2 separate regions of the Mus musculus genome follow, and region 1 is linked to region 2. The links are chromatin contacts, called in public HiChIP or PLAC-seq maps. All regions are on one chromosome and are shown on one strand. The core of a region is the stretch at or near the end of the contact, and the rest is flanking DNA. Distances in the headings are between cores, read along the strand shown. Region 1 holds the start of Tgfbrap1 (transforming growth factor, beta receptor associated protein 1). Region 2 holds the start of Pou3f3 (POU domain, class 3, transcription factor 3).

Region 1 (4,252 bases), core at 1,063-3,562, 400 kb before region 2:
TAAAGCATAAAACTTGCTGGGCAGTGGTGGCGCACGCCTTTAATCCCAGCACTTGGGAGGCAGAGGCAGCTGGATTTCTGAGTTCAAGGCCAGCCTGGTCTACGAAGTGAGTTCCAGGACAGCCAGGGCTACACAGAGAAACCCTGTCTTGAAAAACCAAAAAAAAAAAAAAAAAAAAAAGACTATTTTAAACACATTAGCTGCATTAGCTGCCACTTAACATGTAGGACATCACTTTTAAAGACCAGGTTAAGCAAAGTTACACAAAGTTGGGTTTGTTTGTTTGTCTGTCTGTTTGTTTTGAGACAGGGTTTCTCTGTGTAACCCTGGCTGTCCTGGAACTCACTCTGTGAGTGCGCCACCACTGCCTGGCATACCTGTTAGAATAAGGGAATATTAGCATGACAAAGGGCATCCTCAGCATGAAGTGGCCCCCACCCTCTACCCCAGCATCACTGTTCAGTGTCACATAAAGATACTTTAGTGCATTAAATCACCCAACTTTTTTAACTGGTTGAGGGCTTTCTGTGTGCTGAACAGTGAGCTTGATAGAAATGGGGTACATAACACAAGACAGAGGAAGTTTTGGACGTGTTTGGCAACTGTTGAAGCACACAGTTGTATTTATGAAATACTTCATTTTCTTTAGTTTTCTATCAGAATAGATCTTTTCACATCCTATAAGATATTCTTATAGTGTCTGATACAGGCCCAGGAGTTATTTAACAGATATTAATAAATGGGTTAAAATTCATTTGAGGAGATAGAGATGACTCAGCAGAGGACTTGAGTTTGGTTCTCAACACTCACCTGGCTCCCAGCCATCTGTCACTCCAGTTGCAGATCTGATGCCTTCTTCTGACCTGTGTGCTCCTGTACGCACACGGTGCACACACATACACGTAGGAAGAAAAACCACTCACACATATGCAATAAAAGTAAAACTTTTCAAAAATTCATTTGGAAAGCATGACACTATATTTGTTTTTAAATGGATCCAACAGAAACAATGTGAAGAATTTAGTTAGCTTATGAAGATACCCAAGCATGTTTCACAGTCTAGGCATGACCTAAAGGGGGCTGTTATTTGTGATGTAGATGAATCAATATGTCCCAAGAACAGATATTTCAACAATAGAGCTTGCTATTTTAAAAATTCTGTGGTAAGCCCCGTTATAAAGAAAATAATTGTTTTTGATTTACCTCGTTTTTGATAGTATTTATCTCCACTCCTGGATCATCTAGAGTGGAATGTAAAAGTTGTCCCATAAACTATTTAATCATTAGGACTTAATTTTATGTTACAAACACATTTCGAGTTCTTGCTCTGACACTTACTAGTGTAAGATTCAGGATAAGTCATTTACGTCTTTTTGCCTCAGTAAAATTCGGGAATTGAGGTGTGTACCTGGTAAGGATACGACAAGGTAGAAAACAGAACTGAACTTGGGTTCTATAATCAGAAGAGGTCCCCTTCATAGCTGGCTTTTCTAGGTCCCTACCCCTACACGCCTTCCTCCTTTGAAACAAAGCTACAGAATAGTATCTCTTATCCAACCTCTGGGGACAGGGTCAGCGGCCGGGATGGTAGGGTACCCTAAAGCCACCTCTTTAGCAGTTTCTCAAGTCAAAGGGAATAACTGAAGAAACCTGGCCTTTTTTGTGCACTGGCAGCACTGATGACTCTGGAAGAGCTTCCTAACTCTTCATCGGGAAACTTGAGTTTTGATTCTATAAGGAAGGAGGATTCTAGGATTCTTCTTTATGGCTTGACACAAGGGAGTGGCCATTGATGGACTGCCCTCAAAGAAGTGAGTGGAACTGCCCTGGGACTCCCAGCGCAGAAGGGATAGCCTGCACATATGCACCTCCCCTCCGGGACTAGCTTTCCTTCTGCCAGGACTAGCAGTAGGCCTAGGAACCGGAGGGCCGTTCCCCCGACCCCCTTTGGCACACTGAAGTCCAGCAAGCATCCCCTGCCCGCAAGTCGGGGCCCGGCTGTGAGTCCGTCTACTGGTCGGTCCGGGAGGCGTTTCTCCGAGCTTCCACCTGACCAACGCAGCTGTGCAGTAGCCAACATGGAGTGGACGGTCGAGAAGACAAGGCGGCGCTTCCTTCGCGCTTCCCAGGCGGGCGGCGGAGACGCTCCCCTCCCGAGGGCTGCGGTCCCGGTCTGCGCCGCCTGCGCACTCGCCAGCGCGCGCTCGCCCGCCTTCCCGACCCCCGGGCCCTGACGCGGAGCCTCCCAGCGGCGCGCGGCGGCCTGGGCACCGGCGAGCGCCCGCCCTCCGCCGGCGCCGGGCGGCGGCCCACGTGACGGGAAGCGGCTGCGGCGGGGCCGGCAGCCCAGGAGCCGCGGCCGGAGCGGGCGGCGGTGCCCCAGGCCGCGGGCGGCGCGGGACGGCTGCGCTACGCGGGTGAGAAGCGAGGGGCGGCTTGTTGGAGCGGCGGGTGCGCGATCGGCTTTGACGGGCGCCCGCGCAGGTGCAGCGGAGCGGGAGCGGGCGGGTGCCTGCATGACTGGGCCAGGTGTGCCGCTGGGGGCCGGCGTGCAGGCTTTGGGGAGCCAGGGGTGGTCACCGGTGCTGGGTCACTGTGTACGCTGTGGTCTGGGGGTGTGTCAGTGTAAGGAAGGGGAGAATCCGAGAGACCTCGTCCTTGAACTTGAGTTTTTGGGGAGAGGGATCGGGAAGGATCGTGCCGGTGTGCCTCCACCCTTCAGGTGGAAGGGTTGGGGTGCGTGATGTAATTGAAGTTTGCTGAGGTCTGTGGATTAGGAGTTGAAATTGGGGTCAGACTTGGGTCTGAACTGAGAGACTAGGAGATTAGATAGGGGAGTGTTGGTCGGGGACGAGGAGGTTCCCTTCCTTTATGAGGGCTGTCCAAGTTGCCTCCTGGTGTTGCTTCTGTCAAAGGGTGGTTGGTTGAGTCTGACAGGTCGCTGCTCTTGGGGATACAACTTGGATGCAGAAGTGGAGTTCACACAGTGCTTTTTAGTTGAGGCCTGTAGTCTGAGCAGATACGATTGAGCACTCAGGAGCTTCGGGTAGGGCGAGTTGGGTCAGGAGGGCAAGTAGGCAACATTGATATTAAAGTGGTGGCAAGGGAAGACACGGAGGAGTGTGGGAGGAGGGCAAGGCTGCTCTGCGAGGGGTCGTACCTGCTACTAACAGGAGATTGCTGGGCAGAGAGTGGCTGGTGTGGTGCCTGCTGCACCCTCACGCCGGTGATCATGATTCTTTCTTGGTCAGCAAAGCTGAGGACTCACAGCTCCAGGGTCCAGGAAGAGACATTTGGACAGCTGCTTCCTTTTCTTTTTCCTCTCATTTCTGCTAACCAAGCAACTGTCACTCTGGTGTGTAGTAAAAGGCAGTGCTTGACCAGAATCCCCAAGACCCAGCTCACAACGCCTTTCTCAGACCTTGGTTCCCCATACTCCATGGCCGTGATGAGGGTGAGGCTGTGAGTTTAAATCCCACTCTGGTCATTTCCTAACAGTGACCTTTGGATGCCACTTTCCTGATCAAAACAAGGCTAATAGCTGGATGTACCTGCATTTAGGAGATAGAGGTAGAAGGACAGGGAATTCAGGACCACCCATGACTACGTATTTGAGACCAGCCTACGTTACTCGAGGCCCTGCCTCATCTGCCCTATTCACCAAGTAGGGCTAATTTTACAAAAGGTGTGTGGATTCTCATAAGAAAATATTCATGGGAAGCATCTATCTCAAGACCTGACACTTAACAGAAATACAGTAAGTGATTGTTCACTAATAAAAATGAGAGTGTTAAGGCCACTCTTCGACTCTGAAAATTCATAGTTCAGTGACCTGAGCCACCGTTGACCCCATGGAGGTCTTACTGTGGAGTTAGGCTGTGGATTCTGGATTTCAGTTCACTGTGCATGGCAAGGTGTGCATGTTCAGCTCATCGGTAAGACTCGGCACAACTCCTGGCCTTATTTTCTCTGCTCTCCTTCCTCCTGTCATATCTGAGTTGAAGTCTTCTGGCCCTAAAGTTGGGGACAGAGCTTTTGCAGCCTGCACGGCCAATTCAGCTTTGGCCTAAACTGTCTAGAGACAAAGGTTGGTACTGTGCTCCACTGGCAGCTTCTTCTAGCTGTAGAACTGTAAAAGGCCTGGAGCTTGCTCTTTAAAAAGCAACAGGGGGCCATGGGAATGTAGCTCAGTGGGCAGATTGCCAGCCTAGCATGACTGAAGACATCAGGTGTATCTCCAGTCTGCATAAAG
Region 2 (4,269 bases), core at 1,312-3,811:
CAATGCTGGTGGGACTGCCAGTGCTCGAGTCAGCCTCCTCCAGCCACTTGTTCAGTAGCGGCTTGAGCTTGCACATGTTCTTGAAACTGAGCTGCAGGGCCTCGAAGCGGCAGATAGTGGTCTGCGAGAACACGTTGCCATAGAGCGTACCCAGAGCCAGCCCCACGTCCGCCTGGGTGAAACCCAGCTTGATGCGCCGCTGTTTGAACTGCTTAGCGAACTGCTCCAGGTCGTCAGACGTCGGCGTGTCCTCGTCCGAGTGAGGGTCGTGGCTGTTGAGCCCTGGCCCCGCGCCGCCGCCGCCGTGATGCGGGGGTCCCTGCGCGTGGTGCGGGTGCGGCGGGTGCGGGTGCGCGTGGTGGTGATGGTGGTGATGATGCTCCGCCAACTCGGGCGTGTCCCCGCGCACTAGCCCGGGGTGAACCAGGCTCTGGGCTCCACCGCCCGCTCCACCGCCGCCACCGCCGGGCCCCGGGGGCGCGCTCAGCATGCCGTTCACCGTGAAGCCTCCGGGCTGCGAGTACAGCAGACTCTGCGGCGGCGGCTGCTGGCCACCCGCCATGGACGGGAGGTGAGCGGCAGCGGCGGCGGCTGCGGCGGCAGCGGCGGCGGCGGCTGCGGCCCCCCAGCCCCCAGGGTGTCCTTGGTGAGGGGGCGGCGGCGGGGGCCCGAGGTGCGGCGGTCCGCGGTGATGCAGCGCGGTACCGGCGTGCAGGTCTTCGCGTCCAGCGCCTCCCTTCACGTCGGGGCCCTGAGGCGGCGGCGGCGGCGGCTGTGGCGGCTGCTGGGGGCTGCCGGCCATGCCCACCGCACTGCCCGACCACGGTGAGCTGGCTTCCACGGCAGCGGCGGCAGCAGCGGCGGCAGCGGCGGCAGCGTGGGGCAGGGCGGTGACCCACTGGTGCGCGTGGCTCAGCATATGGCCGCCGTTGCTGGCGGCCATGGCCCCCTGCATGAAGTCGCTCTGGACCATCTTGACCGAGGACGGGTCCCCCCGGTAGGCGCCCGAGGTCACGGCGGCGCTTCCCGGCTGCATGCCGCCGCCGCCGCCCCCCGCCCCGCCGCCGCCGCCGCCGCCGCCCCCTCCGCCGCCGCCCGCCCCGGCCGCGTCCGAGTGCACAATGGAGCCGGCCGTGAGCAGGCTGTTCCCCGGCAGGTAGGGGTTAGAAGCCGCCGTGGCCATGCCGCTCCGCTCCCGCCACCCCACCGCCGCCACCACCGCCGCCGCCGCAGCAGCAGCCGCGGCCGCAGCCGCCGCCGCCGCCGCCGCGCCCCCCCCGCCTCCCGCCTCCTCCCCCCCCGCTCCTCCTCCCCCGCCCCGGGTCCCCGCCGGCCCCGCCGCCTTCTCCGCCGCCTCCTCCTCCGCCGCCTCCGCCCCCGCCGCCGCCGCCGCGGCCCGGGGCTGCAGCTGCAAGGCCGCTTGGCAGGGCGCGGGGGTCGCCGGCTAGCCTCGGTCAGCAGCAGCCGCCGCTGCAGCAGGAGCAGCGCCCTGGGGAGGGGGGATCGCTTCTCCGGGCGAGCTCCGTGGCCAGCCCCTTCAGGGGGGGTCGTGGTCTCCCCCCTGGCCGGGAGCGATCGGCTGGCTCCAGCGAGGCTCGCCCACTGGGGCGGGGACCCGTACTTCGGGCGCTCTCTCGGGGAGCAAGGGCTCCGCGGCTCCTCCTGTCCTCGGACGAGTGCGGACTCTGGCCCGGCACAGGGCTCTGTCCACCTGCTAAGCGAAGGTTTCACGGGAGACAACAAAGGACGAAGCGGTTCCTTTCTTCCTTGGCCAAATTGTGGGTGGCCAGCAATCTGGCCGCTCCTAGTTGGTCCGCTGTCTTCCCTGATCTTCAGCAACACATCTTACTGTTTCCCCTTACTATAGTAAAACTTTTCCGGTCCTTACAGGCGTGGTGATGCTGGCGGCTCGCGTCTGCGGAGTGGGGCGGCTGGCTCCTGTTCTGCCCCCCTGGTTCGCTTCTTTCAAGTTTTGTTTTGTCCTAGGAAAACTTCTTGCGATGGTGCATTTCTCTGAAGTTGTTATTGCCGGAGCTCTTGGACGTCTCTGAAACAAGAGTCCCTTTTCATGTTCCTCGCGACACTCACAGTCTGGTGCGACATCTTTCCTTTTGGGTAGAAATTAGGAAACAAATATAACAAGGCAAAAATTGAACAGGAAAAAAAAATGTCGAATTGTTCTGTTACCTTGTTGCTGAAGGTTGGGGTTGATGTTTTATTTTTTCCCCGGCAGTTGTCTGGAGAAGGAGGAGGAAGAAGAGTGCATTGGTGGAGGTGGAGATGTGTGTGTGCATACAGGGAATCCTTGATACACAACCAACTCCTGTGGGCACGTTGTACCGCTCCTAGAGTACCCGACGGCGGGCGCGGGAGCAGGCGTGCCGGGGCAGAGTTGCAGCCGGAGCTAGCTCTGCGCCCGGATTCTCTCTCTTTCTCTCTGTCTCACTTTCCCTCTCTCTCTCACTCTCTCTCTCCCTCTCTCCTTCTCTCGAGCGCCCGCTCCCGCTAGGATCTGACAGTTCGCTCTCCGTCCCTCCCTCTCAGAGCAGGGACTGTCGAATGTTTACCCTCCGCCGCAAGCGCGCACCCACCACCACACTTTCCCAAATACAAGGAAGTCGAGCACCAGGGCCCCTGCTGATTGGCTACCCGCTGGGTGATTGGCAAGCCTGGAATGACTGGCTTAGGACGCCTGGCCCCCCTTCCGGCCGTTCCGATTGGTTGCTTTTTAATTTAGGCAGAGCGTCGTAGAAGCTGGAAATCTGTTGTCCCCCCCCCCCCGCCCCATCCTCCCTCCTCCGCGCCACTTTCCCCTCCACGCCCCTCCCCCTCCGCCCCCTTCGTCGTCCCCCCCCCTCGCTCCACCCCTCCGCCACATCTTAACTCTTAGTGTCCAGCCCAAACGTCTGCGTTCCCTTGGCGGCTCCCTGTGTTCGCGATTGGTCTGGGGGGGTTGGGAGAGAAATGGAAGAGAAAAGGAGGGGGCGGGTAGAAGGGGGACCAGGAGGAAAATGAAGAGGGGAAAAAAATCTTGAAAAATAGCAGTCTACCCATTCTACCTAGACTGCGTTGTGTCGCACCCCCACCCCACGCGAGAGATTTGTAAAGCGCGCGCCGCGGATGTACGTTCAAGCTAATACCTATAGACAGATGTGTCCCCACTGGTTTCAAAGTTTCCTCTTCCCTTCACGCGCGGGCCCCCATCTCTGTCCTGCAGGAGGTGGGAAAGGAAGGCTTGCCTCGCGCAGAGCTCCTGTGGCCAAGCTTCTTGGAAATCCGCCACTGCAACTTTGTGCAGCCGCGGCGCGCCGGCGGCGACCCTCTTTGTTTAAGTTCTCGGATGCCATCATCTGGGAAACCTGCAGCCCTGTACCAGCGCGGGGCCCGCGCGTGCGAGTCCGACCGCTTGCTGCGGCTGCTCGCTCTCCAACCCCCCCTCCCTCCTTTCCTCCCTCCCACCCACCCTCCTCTGGGATTCTTGCAAGTATCGTGCGTGCCCTTGTGAGTTTGGAGGGTGCCGGTCAACGAAGCCACGCGAGGTATTTGAAAGGCAATCAGCCCGACCGTCCCCCTAGATTCATCGTAAGTGTATTCGATCCCAATGCCTTTAGAATGCAGTGTCTGCCTCAGCTCGCCTAGAGGGCCTAGGGCTGCTAGCTGCTCACCCGCCCCCCACCCCGGTCCCCTTTACCGCTGACTCGTGTGTGTGTGTGTGTGTGTGTGTGTGTGTGTGCGTGCGTGTGTGCGCGCGTGTGAGTGTGTTCATTGGTGGGGTTTTCACTCGCTTGCTATTCTTGGGCATGGGGACGCTTTATTTTCCTCTTTCTTTGGGTCTCAGGTTTTGCGAGGTGGCTGTGACCGCTGTCGACAAGTGCTTTCTCAGCCGCAACCCAGCTGAAAGAGTTAAGGGGCCCGGGAGGAGGAGTGCGCCCGGTAGGCGGGAGAAGAGGGGGTGGTGTGGTGTGTGTGTGTTGGGGGGGGGGGGGACGACGCGGCCAAGCGGAAACGCCGCACAGAGGAACCTCAGCGAACCAAGAAAAAAGAGAAAGTGGCAACGAAAACAAGGACAAATTAAATCCTCCTTGGGGATTTCCAATGAACTAACCCAATTCGGACATTCAATAAATACACGACTCTTAATGAGTGTGCGTGTGCTTGCACCCCGCACCCTCAGCTGCAGGGCACCGGACCGCAATCTGCAGTTTCTAGTCCAAGCAGCAGCCGAGAACGTAACCCGGCGGTCGGTGTGCTCCGAATATAAAGAACTGG

The links. HiChIP or PLAC-seq counts read pairs in DNA pulled down with a chosen protein or histone mark.
Region 1: a contact with region 2 is called in an H3K4me3 HiChIP or PLAC-seq map of embryonic stem cells, with 14 read pairs. The contact joins the promoter of Tgfbrap1 here to the promoter of Pou3f3 in region 2. A contact is called at or near these places in 1 of 39 promoter capture datasets (pre-B cells), 4 of 484 Hi-C or Micro-C datasets (LSK cells, embryonic stem cells and pro-B cells), 6 of 115 datasets of contacts at active chromatin or transcription factors (bone marrow-derived macrophages, embryonic stem cells, large pre-B cells and 1 more) and 1 of 9 other capture datasets (embryonic stem cells).

Annotation. Positions count from the first base shown.
Region 1 is chr1:43,090,546-43,094,797 of GRCm38.p6, reverse strand. It overlaps Tgfbrap1 (transforming growth factor, beta receptor associated protein 1), which reads left to right and starts at 2,312. Exons shown (of 12, transcript NM_001357299.1): 1 at 2,312-2,417. It overlaps 8430432A02Rik (a long non-coding RNA gene), which reads right to left and starts at 2,518. Exons shown (of 2, transcript XR_003947575.1): 1 at 2,513-2,518; 2 at 956-2,435.
Region 2 is chr1:42,694,060-42,698,328 of GRCm38.p6, reverse strand. Pou3f3 (POU domain, class 3, transcription factor 3) reads right to left here and starts at 2,561. Exons shown (of 1, transcript NM_008900.3): 1 at 1-2,561. The coding sequence starts at 1,183. Pantr1 (POU domain, class 3, transcription factor 3 adjacent noncoding transcript 1) reads left to right here and starts at 3,504. Exons shown (of 4, transcript NR_027826.2): 1 at 3,504-3,582. All of the region lies in intron 1 of Gm46091 (predicted gene, 46091), which reads right to left.